Regions from separate parts of the Mus musculus genome. Here regions 2, 3, 4 and 5 are each linked to region 1. Evidence: chromatin contacts called from public HiCAR-type, HiChIP or PLAC-seq and promoter capture Hi-C data. All regions are on one chromosome and are shown on one strand. Each heading gives the region's core, a stretch centred on a gene start, on an enhancer-like site or on the middle of the called end of the contact. The rest is flanking DNA. Distances are from core to core; before and after follow the strand shown.

Region 1 (2,700 bases), core at 53-2,552:
AGAAAACGCCCAGTATTAAAAATATTTGGTGTATGAGATCAGAGCTGAAGAACTGGTCAACTGTAGAGAGTGGATGATTCTGGTCTTCAGTATATAGAGCGGGGTGGAGAGAAGAGAGGGAAGAACCACGCATCAGAGACCAGACGTAAGAGCGGCGAGGGACTTTCAAAACGCCTCAGTGCCACATAACTATAACTCAGTTAAGAGAGGAAAGGATGAGAAGCTAAACCAGTGTGTTCCGATCTGGAAAGGCCAAGCAGACAGACGAGGGGACCGGACTACCATTAATGATTTAACGCGTCTAAAACCGAAATTATTCCACGATATGGGTAACAGCGCCCCCTCCCCAAGTCTCTCCGGGCCGCGGTGGCAGATTAATCTCCCCGCGCACCCTGAACCCGGGAACACAAGAAAGAAAAAGCCTGCCAGCGGATGGGCCTGTTGCCACATCTTTCCCTTGTTCCCTTCGTGAGGTCGTGAGGAATACCATTTAACCCCCAAAAACCCGCCAAAAAAAAAAAAAAAAAAGAAGAAGCAGCAGCAGCAGCAGCAGCCCGAATATCCGAAGCCTGAGATTTCTTTTCCCGCCCTGTGCCCGCCAGGGAAAGCCCTTGGGCGGGAGGGCTGGGAGAGGCCGCTCGCATCCCACGTGTCTGCCGCCAGGCCCGGCCAGGCTCTACCCACTTCCCGTCGCCACCCGGGTCCAGCCTCAGGCCCTCTGGTCCCCTCCACGTGGGGCCGCCGGGTCCTCGCACCGCCCCCCAAAGAGACCGCCCGGAGCCGCCCAGTCGCCACGGCGTACCGGTCCCGTACCTGGTGTTGGGGTCGCCCCTGTTGGTAAGGCTTCACCGGCCCCTGGTGGCAACGACGAGTCCGGATCTTGCCGCCGCCGCCGCCCCCTCCTATGCCTCCGGCTTCCGAGGCCATGGCGGAGCCTGGGCGGCCTCCCACTACCGCTCCCGGGCGGGAGAGGCAGAGGCGGCGGCCTGAGGGCCTCCCCCGCCCGGCCCTAGGCGACACACAGACACAGCGAGAACCGCGAGGGAGCGAGCGGGAACTGAGAGTGCGCGCGGCGGCGAGGAAGGCGGTGGCGGCGGCTGAGGGCCCCGAGGTGGCTGAGGAGCGCCGGCCGCGTGCGGACCCCCGCGTCTGTGTTTGTCACCGTCTCTATGGAGATCTCCCGCCGAGGCCGGCGCGAGCAGCTCCGGGCGCCGCTGAGGCCTAGCTCGACCGCCCGCTGCTAGAGGCTCCTCTTCAGTCGCCCTGGCCGTCGCTGCCGCAGTCCAGGCCGCTGGCGCCGCCCGCCAACCCCTCCCCCTGTGCGCGCTGCGCCCGCCCCACCGCCGCCGCCGCCGTCGTCGTCCCTGCAGTCGTCGCCGCCGCCGCCGCTCTTGCGCCTATTACCGCTGTTGAGGCGGCCGCCCCGGTCGCGAGCCAGAACACCGTCACTCCTCCGCGACCGACGCTTTGCGTCATCACGCTGCGACAATGCGGGGGGGGATGGGTGAAGGAAGGAAGGGTTGGCCGAGCCCGCGCTCCCTGTCGTGGGAGCCTCTGGGAAATGTAGTTTTTCTGGCCAGAACGCGGATTCTCGGAAAGGCAGGCTATAGCGGAAGGACACCCACGGAGCACCGCAGAGGCACAAAGCCCGGGTCATTTGGCGGCGGTTGGCTGCTTGTTTAGATTCAGAAGGGCACTCGACACGAATACTGTAATCTCCCATTCATCAATTATAAGCCGAATGGAAGTAAACAGTAAAATCAAAGAACCATAATGCATCACAATCCGGGGGGGGGGGGGGGGAGACCGCGTTGAAATTAACCGTGGCCGCGATCCCCAGGCCAAAAACAAAGTAGGAAAGGCATTTGGCACTTGGGAGGCAGACACAGGGGAATGGCTAGTTACACATTACCCTCAGCTTCATAGTGAGATTCTGTCTCAACGAAAGCAAAAAATACAACTTCATTACTGTTTCATTAAACATATAAGGGCTTTGTTGTCAACACACACCGTGCTGGCATTCTGAGTTGCTTCACTACTTACAAACTTGACCTTGGATGACTCTACTATTTAAATCTACCTTATAAAGTTGTGGGGAGCTAGTGCGGTCGTCTGTGTAGAGAGCACCCAGTAGATTTCCTGGTATACAAGAAACGCAGTAAATGGTTGCAATTATGACCTATGCAATCAACACACATTAAGGGTGACTCATATATCCCTAGTAAACATATATTTGCTTCAGTTAATATTATAGTTAGGTGACTAAACAATGTATCCTCAAAGACCGGATACACCGTGTTAAAGATGCAGGCATTAGACAAAAGGTCTGTGTGATCATGTGGTCCAGCCTAGTCATTCAATGGACTATATGGAAACCAAGAAAATTTAAGGGGCACCATTAAGGGTATCGATTTAGAGCCTGGCTGGTGACAGACATCTTTGATCCCAGCACTCAGGAGTCAGATGTAGATGGATCTCTGTGACTTCAAGGCCAGCCTGGTCTACAAAGCGTTTTCCAAGACAGCTAGGGCTGCATAGAGAACTGACTTGGAAAAAAATAAAAGAGGGTGGATATCTAATTGGGCACTCAAAGCCAGGACTATAACCCAGGGTTTTTTTGTTTTTTGTTTTTATGAAATAAGTAACTATGATTAGGAAAAAGAATCGATTATGGAGAATCATAGACTTAATGTTCTATTA
Region 2 (2,700 bases), core at 65-2,564, 310 kb before region 1:
TATGTCTGTGGGGCTCTATCGGTTAATACACTGACCTGTTTAAAAGGAAATAAAAGATGTAGCTCAGGGGCAACTAGTGTTGGGACTACACTGGCCTCTCGGAGCAAAACCCGCTTGTGCAGTGAGGGCAGAGAGTGAAATGTTCTGCTTACATTAAATACTTTCATCGGGGGCCTGGGGATGTAGCTCAGTCGGCAGAGTGCTTGCCTGGCAGGAAGGAAGCCCTGTGCTCCTTCCCAAAGCTTCCCATAAACCCAGAGAAGGGGCACATGCCCGCAGTCCCAGCATTCAGGACTCTGAGACAGAAGAATCAGAAGTTCAAATTCAAAGTAATCTTTATGATACACCGGAAGTTCAAGGACAGCCTGGGATACACAATACCCTGTCTCAAAATAAGGGGGAGGGGTATTTTAATCTAAACCTTAAATATGATGGGCTGATTTCAAAGCGTCATTAATTTAAAGCCCTATTGAGCATAAGAACTGCCAACGAGCTGGCTTAAATTAATAAACATATACTACGTTTAGTGTATTCTATCTATGCTTCCAGAATTGCTGGTAGAAATCCATCGTTATGTAACAGCCCCCACCCTTTTAAAAGAAATCATACTTTTTACAATTATATCCGGATAAATAAATGAGGTCAATTCACTAACCGTTCTGCAATTCAAATAGAAGGAAATAGATTCTTTGCTTAGTGGGGAAAAAAAAAGGCGGAGGTGGGAGCGACTTGTGTTGAGACAGACATTGTACCCATCTTCCTGAATAACTAAGTTAGGCAGGAAGCACAAATTTGATGATCGTGGGAGGTACAGTACTAATTCATGGTCCTCTGCAGTAGTCAGCAGGGCCAGATGAATACAGACACCCTTTGCTAGCTGTGAGCCATTAAAGCCAAAGTTTTTCTCAAGCATTCCCAAATGCTAGGGGCTATTATTATTATTCACCCCACCACATAACATCCCTGGGGCTCTTCCTCTTGGTTACCCACAGCACCAGCTTTTGGGGGCTAAGAAAACTTGAGAGTTCTTCTCACGGTTCAGACGCTAGAGACAGATCTCCTTGGTCCCAGGTGTTTGGGAGGGGACTGGCCTCTGTACAAACCACCCCAGGCCCCGGGGGACTCTCAAGTCAACTGGTCGTGCCAGCGAGGCCTAGCAAGAAGCTAGCGTGGTCTGCTTCGGAGCGTCAATCAGCTCACTCTGGGTCCCTGCGGGAATCGCCAGGGGTCTTTGCGACTTTGACCAGTAGGAGCAGGCAACAACAGAGCCAGGCCGCCTCCAGCCGTTTCCAACTCTGCCCCAGCAACAGCGCCAGAGCCCCAGCCAGGCGACCCAGCGCCCGCGCGCGGGGAGAGAAGCAGCTGTTCCCAACAGCTGGGGGGCGGCGGCGCCGGGCGCCCCAGGTGCTGTCCCGGCCAATCGCAGGCGTCCGGCCCGCCCCCTCCCCAGCCGGGCGTCGACCCCCAGGGCCGCTGGGGAAAAAGGAATAGAGGGTTGGAGAGCGGTCCTCCGTCCGCACTGGTGTGGCAGCTACTAAGCAGAAGGGACGGTTCCCAGACCGAGCCGGGCCCAGCACCGCGCCCCCAGCTGCCACCTCCGCGCCCCCGGGACACGGTAGCCTCTGAGCCAACCCCCATCCCACTAAGCCACTCGATTTTTTGAGAAAGAACCATCTACCTCTTCTGGACTTGGAGACCACCACCCTCTCTGCATTTAAGAAAAAAAATATTTTTATTTTATTTTTACTTTCACGCGGCGTGAGTGCAAAAGGCTCCCACAGTCCGCGGCTACGGAGCTGGTTACCCGGACGATCCGGAAGGTCTGGACAGTGACCGGACGCGGGGACTGGAGCAGAGCGCCTGGGCGAGTGTCGGGGACAGTGGGCCACTTGGGAAGCCGCGCGCCCAGCGCCCACGCCGCCCCCTCGCCCCCGCGCGCGCCCTCGGCCCCCGGCGGCCGCCGCGCGCTGCGGGAGACGCGGAGCCCGAGGACCAGGCGCAGCCGCAGCCGCAGCCGGAGCCCGAGCCGCGGGGCGGGCGCGAAGATGCACACCACCCAGAAGGACACGACGTACACCAAGATCTTCGTGGGAGGGCTGCCCTACCACACCACCGACGCCAGCCTGCGCAAGTACTTTGAGGTCTTCGGAGACATCGAGGAAGCGGTGGTCATCACAGACCGGCAGACCGGCAAGTCCCGGGGCTACGGATTTGTAAGTTACGTGGAAGAAGGACTCAGGGTGGGTGGGGAGCAACTAAGAGAGGTCCTGGCCAAAGCGATCAGGCCAGCAGGGAGCAAGTGGCCCCAGGCCCTGGGGAGGCAGAGATTAGGATAAGGGGCACAGTGGGACCTCGCGGGACGCCCGTTCACTCGGAGCTAAGCTGAAACTTTAAGTGCGATGGGGCTTGGAGAAACGAAGGGCCGTGGCTGCCTCGTGGGGTACAGAGAGGACCTGAGGCCATGCTCTTTCGGTGGCCCCGAGAGCCTGGGAAGGAGAGATGGGAGATGTGGAGAGTTGGGAGGGAGGAAGCAGAGCCCCTCACTGTGGATTCCCAGGTTGGAGGCTGGTTGTTAAGTGAGCTGGTGCTTTGTTTAAAAAAGAAAAAAAAAAAAAAACAGTGTGTGTGTGTGTGTGTGTGTGTGTGTGTGTGTGTGTGTGTGTTGTTTAGGCCCAGGGAGGGCTAGAGCTAACACACACA
Region 3 (2,700 bases), core at 83-2,582, 420 kb before region 1:
GAATTTTCATCCTCACAGAAATGTCCTGGCAGAGTGAGTGACTGCCCAATTATCCCAGATGACATAAAAACCTGTCATTGTTAATTTTGATTGCTAGTTTGAGTGGATTAAGAAACACGCAAGGCACTGATGATAGATATCTTGTGGTAGGTGGGTGATGTTTCCAGAAAGGATTAACTGAGAGGTAAGGACATCCCTAATTTCAAGCAGCATCCTACCATAGGTGAGAAAAACAGCTGAGGATCAGCATTCCACACAGTCTGCTTCCTGAGCCTCTCAGATGTGAGCCACCAAGCTGCCAAGCTAGACTGTACTTCCAAATTATACAACAGAATAAAGCCTTCTTCATTTAGTTTAGTTACTTCTTATTGGGTACTTGGATGCAGGTAGGGAAAAAGTGAGGAATATAGGAATATAGGGCTATTTTCCTTCCAGTTCTCCAAGAAATGGATATTTGTACCTTTGTGACTTGTCTGCAGCAAGGTCCTTGGAAACACACAAAGAAGAACATAGTAAGGAACCATCACTAGTTACAGCTGAGATAAACTCTCAGGAAGTCTCTGGGTTAAGGGAAGCAGTTTCAAGCCTGCATCATCACTGGGAAGATGTCCATCTCCATCACAACACATTGCATGGAAAATGGGAAAAGTAATATCGTTGGACCATTTTGGTTAAAATACTGTATTGGCAACTGCATCTCACTCATCTCAATCACTGGATAATTACATTAGCCAAGAGCATCTCAAGGCCCATATAAGCTAACTACTCCTGGGATGTAGCCAGAAGAGGAAGAAAGCTTACGCTTTTATTGAGGGACAGAACACCACTACCATTCCTGAAAAAAGAAAGAAAAAAAAACCACTATAACTCTGTTTCTCTCTTTCTATGAATTTCTGTTTTTCATAGACCATTGAAAAACCACACTTTGAGGAAAGGATCATGTACAGCGAAATTCACAAGTGACTCTTCTGATGAATCCCAGTCCACAGAGATCTCTCTCTCTCCCCATTTGCTGTGCACATTATCAATGATCCTTGCCGTTAGCTGCTGGGATCTGTCTCCAGCAGGTGGTGCCAAAAGATAGTTAATAGAAGTCAGCTCTGTGGTTTGACAATAAATACATTTAAAAATTAACTGGCTTTTGCGACGTTTTGCATTTTTCTCTCTTTCTTTTGCTTCTTGCCTGTGTGTTCACGTGCATATGCACGTATGTGTGTGTGTACATGTTAGCACGTACGAGTGTAAATGCATGTGTGTTGATCTGAGGACAATCTCGGATGTCCTTCCCCTTCCATCTTGCTTGAGACAGGATCTCTTCCTCACTGTAGCACGCCTCAGGCTAGCTGGCCCAGGAGCTCGGGAGAGTCCCCTGTTTCTGCCTCCTGTCTCATAGGAGCACTGTGGTGACAGTCCCATGTCTCTGTTTTACATCGGTTCTGAGAATCTGAATTCAGGTCTGCTCACTTGCACATCAAGTTCTTTACCCCCTGAGCCACTCACTCCCCTGGTTCACTTTCTCAACTCCATCCGTGTTACTTGTAGGATGGTGCAGACGCCAAGGCTGCTGCTGTCTCTCACTCTACAGAGACCCACGAGACCTGGAGCTCATGGTCTTTCTTCAGACTTCAAAGAGAAAACAGAAGCGACGGGAAGACGGTACTCACACCCCCACATCCACCCACCTGCCTGTATTTGTGACCTCATTCTGCCCCTTCCTCCCCACCCATGTCCCCAGTGAAAGGCCACCCCTCTAACTGGCCTTCCCTGAACTTCTCTTGAACTCCATTTTCCTTCTTATCCACATTGCCCATCCAGGCCCCCAGCCTGGTCTTTGCTTTACATCTGAATGTACTAAAAGAGTACACCTGGCACAGAGCACCAAAGTTCTTGTCTGCTAATTGTTCTCCTTTAGATACCTCCTGTGGAGTTCCCCTCCACGATTTCATGGAATCTGTTCTTGCTCCAGTCACGACTTGCTGGACCAATGGGACAGCTCTACATCTGCACTGTGCTTGATGGCTTCTCATGCCCTCTTTCTCAAAGCACTCGCTTCCCATGTCCTCTTGACTTCCAGGACGTTCACTAGCTGTCCTGTGTCCTGCATCCGGCGGGCCCCAGACTTATTATTCCAGAACATTTCCCACTGGGCGGCATCTAATGTCTGTCTATGAGTTTATCCTTGGCCAGCTTGTGCATTGCGATGGTAGAGGCTATCCATACAACAGTGGCTCCTTGCTGTTTATGACCCTGCACACATCCTGCCAGGCTTCTCCATCAGCATCTCAATAGAATATGTCTGTAGGACAGCTTTCTGCTTCTCCTAAAGGCTTTTCTCTCACAACAAATAGCAACCAGAAGCTCCCTGTGGATCAGGAGCAAAACTTGATGCTGTCTTTGATTTTGCTCTCATTTTCTCGCCTCTGGGTGTGAGGGTATGTATGTATGGAGAAAACTTTCAGATACCATTCCTTGAGTACCATCCACCTTATATTATTGTTGTTGTTATTGTTATTATTATTACTATTATCATTATTATTGACATAGTTTCTCATTGCCTAGTGACTGACAGAGTGGCCTAGGCTGCCTGATCTATATGCCCAGGAATCTGTCTCTGCTTCTCTCCTGCTGAGATTAGAAGCATTTCTCACCACTCCAGACTTCATGAGTTTTATTCATTTATCTTTCTTGAATGTGGATTCT
Region 4 (2,700 bases), core at 24-2,523, 430 kb before region 1:
TGAAAAAACAAGAGGTATGGTGTCGGGCAACTGGCATTCACAAACACAGGGGAACTCCCTCCGGACATATGTCTGCCCTCTCTTGGCCTCTTCTCATCCTTCACTGCATTTTCCCTTGAAGTATAAAAGAATAAAGGATGCTGGAAGTGGGGCACCTTTGTTACACTAATTTGGGAGCATCTTAGGAGGTTAGTCTCTCCCCACTTGTCCATGGAATACCTGTGCCCACCACAGCACCTCCCCTTTACCTATTTCCCCCTATTTTATCACTTATGAGGTCCTCTCTGGATAAACACTTTTCAAGCATGTTTGTACTTTGAACTGGGGTCCCCAGAGAAGGCCACACCCATTCATGTTGAGGATCTGGTCTTGAAAAATTGGTGAGCTCCAGGTTTAGTGACAGCCCCTGTGTGCCAGTTAGTTTTATGCCAACTTGACACAAGCTAAAGTCATCTGAGAGGAGGAAGCTTCAATGAAGACAATGCCTCCGTGATGCTAGGCTCTCAGCAATCCAGTAGGGTACTTTTTCAGTTAGCGATTGATGGAGGAAGGCCCAACTCATTGTGCATGGCGCTGTCCTGGGGGGGGGGGGTGTGAGGGTCCTGGGTTCTATAAGAAAGCAAGCTGAACAAGACATGAGAAGGGAGACAGTCCTCTGAATCGGGAACCTCCAGGTCCCTGCCCTGCTTGAGTTCCTGTCCTGACTTCCTTCAGTGATGAACACTGCTGTGGAACTGTAATGAAAAATAAACCCTTACCTCCCCAGTAGCCTTTAGTTGTGGTGTTTTATCACAACAATAATAATCCTAACTAACATACCCTGCCTCAATAAATAAAACTGAAAGTGATAGAAGAAGGCACTCAGCATCCACCTCTGGCATCTACATGTACACATATACATGCATACCTGCACACAAATGTGTGCACACACAAGCACATATACACACACCTGGAGAGGGAACCAGTAAGAAGCTGACTATCAGCTCAGAGAAGGAAGCTCCCAGGTATTTTAAAGCATTATAATGCGTCTTGAAGTGACTTCATTGTAAGCACACACAGGTTGTATGTGACAGAGTCAATGTGTGTGGTGGTAGAGAACAACCTTTGCATTGATACATGCCTGGCTTTCATGTGTTCACAGGTGTTATTGTTTTCAGGTGGCTTTGACCTCAAACTCATGCCCTTGCATCTCTTAGCATATCCTGGCTGCTTTTCACAAACTTGGTGAATTATTTACTAATTCCTCCTGTCTGGTCAAAGTTTATTGTCATCTCTGTTTCTGGACTGGGTCACCTTCACTGTAGTTAAGGACTTTCCATGGCAGCAGAGTTTCTAGTATTGTGTGCTGAGCCTCCTGGAGAGGTATGGAGGAAGCTGGTTGAGATAGGACTCAAATAATATGTCAGTGATCACAGCTAGCAATCTCCCTCACCGAGGGCTTGGAGGCCAAAGAACAGGCTGCAGGAAGCTTTGGCCTCTTCGGTGCAGGAGACTCCCTTAGGAAACATGACCAAGGTGGGTTCATTTGTAGGTGAAGAGCTAATTAGGAAAGCCCTAAGGAGTTACAGCAGTGGATGTAAGGCAGACATGCATGGGTATCTTGGCCAAAAATGTGATTCATCTCTTAGCACCTAATGTTGTGCTCAGGGTTGTCAGTCTTCTGACACTACTCCCAGTGAACACAATTTAACTGATAGCTTCTCTAGACTTCAAGGTATTTGAGATTTTGAGTCTAGACATCTCTGTGCACATGTGAACACCATTAAGACCTGTAAGCAGCACAGTTTCAAAGATTCTGTCTATCTGAACTTCATTTGTGAAGAATACAATTCTGTTTATAGGGGTCTTTTTATTTTGTTTTCTTTGTCTGTCTTGAAGCAAGGTTTGGTATCACCAAGGCTGGCCTTGAACTCACTATTTAGCCAAGGATGATCTCAGTGCTTCCACCTTCTGAGAGCTGGGATCACAGCCATGCACGGCCACGCCTGATTTATACAGTACTGGAGAGTAAACCAAGATCTTCATCCACACTAGGCAAGCACTCTACAAAGTGAGCGACCCCTAAAGCCCGATAGCTATGGAGGTGGTTTTAGCATAACATATCAACATCAAGAAAGGACAAGGGCCCTCAGGGGTACAGTCCATGTCTCAAAGGGAAGCAGAGAATGAAACCAAAGACATCACTTTGGAATGGTCACAGGAAGCACCTTCCCCTATCAGAAAACCCAAACTGCTCTCCAGATCTTTCATTGGCACACAATTTCTGTCAAGATTCAGACTGTTTTGAGATGTCTGGCTTGCCATTCCCTCATTGGCTCTTGGGTTTCCATTTTCTTTCAGTCTTCTGAGAGTGAACATTCCTAATAAGGGTTTTTGTGTGAATTTCAAAGTACCTCTAGTTTGAGCCTCCATTAGCAGGTATGTCCCTCTTTCCAGCAAGTGGCATTTGCCAGCAGGAAGCTTAAGAACCAGCTGTCATAAGAAGAACATAAAATGAGGGCCAAGGGGAACCTGCTTTACAGAATAGCTCAGTTTTCGTGCACTGAAAAACCTCATACTACATAAAATCATCCCAATGGCCGTAAAGAACCGTGAGTTCAGTGAGAGTTTTCCTTCTTAAAGACTTTCTGAGATGAGGCTGGAAAGTTGGCTTAAAGTTTAAAGCATGACTGCTCAACCAGAGGTCCTGGGTTCAATTCT
Region 5 (2,700 bases), core at 137-2,636, 390 kb before region 1:
TCTTTCAATTTTTTTAAGTTCATGATACATAATCTCATTATGTAGCTCAGACTGGCCTCAAACTCACAGTGAACCTCCTGCCTCAGCCCCTTGAGTATTGAGAAGGACAGACACGTCCCACTGTTAACCGACTTGAATTGAAGTCTACCTTTTGAATGCTTCCTTTTCTTTTCTTCCCCTTTTCCAACACTGTCTTGGTATTTCTTTTTCTTCTCTTTCTCTCATCTTTCTTTCTTTTTTTCTTTCTGGTGTGTATTAGATGCGTGGGTGTGGAAGTGTGTGTAGTGTGGAAGTATATGTAGACTCAGGCACAATGTGAGGCTACAGCTTGACATCAGGACGTTTCTCTGAAAACTCCTCAGAACATATCATGGGTATGTCTTAAGCCATGGGAGAATATCTCAGAAACTGGTTTTGTTTCCTCCTGCTTTATCAGTCCCATGCTTCTAGAAGGATGTATTAGTCTGCTACAGCTGCCATAACAAAATTGAAGTGATGGAAGGCTGCATTGGGTGCTTAGTCTCTCTAGCCAGTGAAAATGTTCCCTGGGTAACAGTCTAAAGATAAAGATTACATCTACATCGGGGCATGGTCAGAAGTTTATTTACTAAGCCCAGGAGGCTGAAAAATGGGTACTGCATAGACCACGTGAGCCATGGACTGAATGGCTTAAAAACCAGAAACCTATTTCTTCTAGTTTGGGAGGTTGTCAGGGTGGATCTTCTGACTTCTCTGTCAGTCTGCTGATGCCTATTCTCATGAGCATGCCTCTGGACAACTGTACCCCTGAAGTCATTGTGTGCATCTTCCTAGAAGAACATCTATCATTTTGAGTTACAATGTACCCAATTTCATTTTAATTCAATCACTGCTTAATCTTCAAACAGTCACATTCTGAAGCACACGGATGTGATAGCTGATCTCCGTTGTCCACTGGGTGGGATTTATAATCACCCGGAGATACATCTCTTAGTGTGTCCATGAGAGTGTTTCCAGAACGGCTTAAATGAACTCTGATTGCAGGCATCGCACAGGGGATTTACAGGCACCGTTCCCATGGGATGCCTGTGGGTCTCATTTCTGTTTGGACTTTGACCCTGCTAACTTTCTATGGTCTCTCCAGCTTTCCCACGTTTCCATCTTTTAGCCTTTCACAGTGCAGTAGTTCTGATGAGAATTTGCCCTAAGAGGCTCCTGTGTATTTGCACATTTGGTCCCTGGTTAGTGGTAATGCTAGGGGGAGGTTGTGAAACCTTTAGAAGACAAAGCCTTGCCCGATAAAGTGTGTCACTGGGGGGTGGGCTTTGAGGTTTTACAGCTTTGACCCACTTCCTGTGTGTGTTTCCTGTGCAGGGTTGGGGCTCGGGGACTGGGACGAGGGTGGGAGGTGGACATGTGATCTGCCAGCTTCCTGCTCCTGCCACCTTGCCTGCCTGCTGACACTCTTCCTGTGACTATTGCCCTACTTGTCTTCTCTACCACGGTGGATTCTGTTTCTCCTGAAGTACAGGACAAAACAAGCCTGTTCTCTTATAAGTTGCCCTTGGTTATGGTGTTTTATCACAGCACCAGAAAATGTACTGATACCTGTAGTGTTCATACTGTGAACCACAGCCTAGGCGATTTTATTTGGTAAATGTATGAGCCTTTGGAATCTCATTCACTTTCCCCCCTCAATAGGTGTGGTCTCTGTTATCTTATTTGTTAGCATATGGAAATGGAGCAATGGAGAACGTCTGAGACCTGAGTACTGAGTTCCAAACTAGTGGTTGAGCAAAAGTCCACTCAATAATTTTGGAAAGATGAATGTTCCGGAAGGTAGGAGGAACAGAAAGGCCCCGCTGCAAGGGCGGTGGCCAGTTCTGCATAAATGTAGGTAAATAGCGGATGGGAACAGCCACCGAGGTAACTTCTGCATGAGGGACAAACTGAAGCCTACCTGAGAGCCTAGAGACAGGTGACACAGACAATGACAGCCAATCAGTAGCTGCCACGTGGAGGACACAACTACTTGAGACCAATGGGACACGGGTGGAGGGTATAAAGAGCGCTCCCAGAGACTTAATAAATGAGCTTGCTGACACATTCTCACCTGCTCCCAGAGTCTGAGCCATTGGTTCTGTAACCTTCTCACCCACTGTTCCCAAGGGGGCCACTAGACAGGATGGAGAACTCAGATAGTCATAGTCAAATACTCTGGTCTTTTCCACCATGCATGTCCCTACTTTGGGACTTCAAAGTTAAGAAAGTTACCACCATCATTCAGAAATTAAATGTAAGATATACCATCTGGTTAGAAAAGTATGTCAATATTTCTAAAACATATGCAGCAGGAATACAGATGAAATTAACGTGAATCTTAACTTTACTTTAACCCTGGGTTGTGTTTCTCTGCGCTACTAAAGCAAGCTCATCACACTAGAAGACCTGCCTGGGTGCCACGCATGCTCATTAAGAGCTTTTTTTTTTTTTTTCTGGTCATATCTAAGGACTTGAACCATGGAAAGGCCAAACCAGCCTTAAGTCATAGCCCAGCAAAGGAATTGCCTTTCCATGTTTTTCTCCACCTCAGTCTGTTTCCATAACCAATCTCATGCTTTCTACTTATAATGCCCAAGAAGTGAAAAACACTAAAACTCCTTGTCTGTGGTAGTGACTGCCATTTGTGGAAGAGACCTGTTGCTACCAACCACCCCAGCA

Evidence for each region. Promoter capture Hi-C pulls out the DNA fragments that hold promoters and counts their contacts. HiCAR-type assays count read pairs that join an accessible place to other places. HiChIP or PLAC-seq counts read pairs in DNA pulled down with a chosen protein or histone mark.
Region 2: a promoter capture Hi-C map of pre-B cells shows a contact between it and region 1, with 2.8 times the contacts expected there. The contact joins the promoter of Rbm24 here to the promoter of Nup153 in region 1. A contact is called at or near these places in 8 of 39 promoter capture datasets (cranial neural crest, embryonic stem cells, frontonasal cranial neural crest and 5 more), 3 of 484 Hi-C or Micro-C datasets (the HL-1 cell line, cardiomyocytes and myocytes), 3 of 115 datasets of contacts at active chromatin or transcription factors (astrocytes, embryonic basal ganglia and memory CD8 T cells) and 1 of 9 other capture datasets (pancreatic islet).
Region 3: a promoter capture Hi-C map of hippocampal neurons shows a contact between it and region 1, with 6 times the contacts expected there. The contact joins the enhancer-like site here to the promoter of Nup153 in region 1. A contact is called at or near these places in 14 of 39 promoter capture datasets (the 3T3-L1 cell line, 3T3-L1-derived adipocytes, the HPC-7 cell line and 8 more), 1 of 15 datasets of contacts at CTCF or cohesin (CD8 T cells), 4 of 484 Hi-C or Micro-C datasets (cortical neurons, forebrain and uterus), 32 of 115 datasets of contacts at active chromatin or transcription factors (CD4 single positive thymocytes, DN3 thymocytes, the SCID.adh cell line and 23 more) and 1 of 9 other capture datasets (pancreatic islet).
Region 4: a contact with region 1 is called in a HiCAR-type map of kidney, with 3 times the contacts expected there. The contact joins the enhancer-like site here to the promoter of Nup153 in region 1. A contact is called at or near these places in 2 of 39 promoter capture datasets (cranial neural crest and frontonasal cranial neural crest), 1 of 484 Hi-C or Micro-C datasets (cortical neurons) and 18 of 115 datasets of contacts at active chromatin or transcription factors (the SCID.adh cell line, bone marrow-derived dendritic cells, bone marrow-derived macrophages and 13 more).
Region 5: an H3K27ac HiChIP or PLAC-seq map of acute myeloid leukemia shows a contact between it and region 1, with 2.9 times the contacts expected there. The contact joins the enhancer-like site here to the promoter of Nup153 in region 1. A contact is called at or near these places in 3 of 39 promoter capture datasets (the HPC-7 cell line, hippocampal neurons and pre-B cells), 3 of 484 Hi-C or Micro-C datasets (CD4 T cells, CD8 T cells and effector CD8 T cells), 20 of 115 datasets of contacts at active chromatin or transcription factors (CD4 single positive thymocytes, the SCID.adh cell line, T-cell acute lymphoblastic leukemia and 17 more) and 1 of 9 other capture datasets (liver).

Annotation. Positions count from the first base shown.
Region 1 is chr13:46,726,547-46,729,246 of GRCm38.p6, forward strand. Nup153 (nucleoporin 153) reads right to left here and starts at 1,303. Exons shown (of 22, transcript NM_175749.2): 1 at 814-1,303. The coding sequence starts at 927. The region is part of intron 1 of Gm46412 (a long non-coding RNA gene); the gene reads left to right.
Region 2 is chr13:46,416,986-46,419,685 of GRCm38.p6, forward strand. Rbm24 (RNA binding motif protein 24) reads left to right here and starts at 1,315. Exons shown (of 4, transcript NM_001081425.1): 1 at 1,315-2,213. The coding sequence starts at 2,046.
Region 3 is chr13:46,309,814-46,312,513 of GRCm38.p6, forward strand. No RefSeq gene overlaps it. Among named protein-coding and RNA genes, the nearest start is that of Stmnd1, 37 kb to the left of the region's middle. Within about 2 kb of position 1,333, at least 15 of the 459 cell types and tissues checked have an H3K27ac peak or open chromatin away from gene starts, as enhancers often do. A contact at or near this core is called in cortical neurons, double positive thymocytes and hippocampal neurons, where this site is marked.
Region 4 is chr13:46,293,333-46,296,032 of GRCm38.p6, forward strand. All of the region lies in intron 3 of Stmnd1 (stathmin domain containing 1), which reads left to right. Among named protein-coding and RNA genes, the nearest start is that of Stmnd1, 21 kb to the left of the region's middle. Within about 2 kb of position 1,274, at least 5 of the 459 cell types and tissues checked have an H3K27ac peak or open chromatin away from gene starts, as enhancers often do. A contact at or near this core is called in intestinal villus epithelium and kidney, where this site is marked.
Region 5 is chr13:46,338,790-46,341,489 of GRCm38.p6, forward strand. No RefSeq gene overlaps it. Among named protein-coding and RNA genes, the nearest start is that of Stmnd1, 66 kb to the left of the region's middle. Within about 2 kb of position 1,387, at least 85 of the 459 cell types and tissues checked have an H3K27ac peak or open chromatin away from gene starts, as enhancers often do. A contact at or near this core is called in CD4 single positive thymocytes, CD8 T cells, the HPC-7 cell line and 8 more, where this site is marked.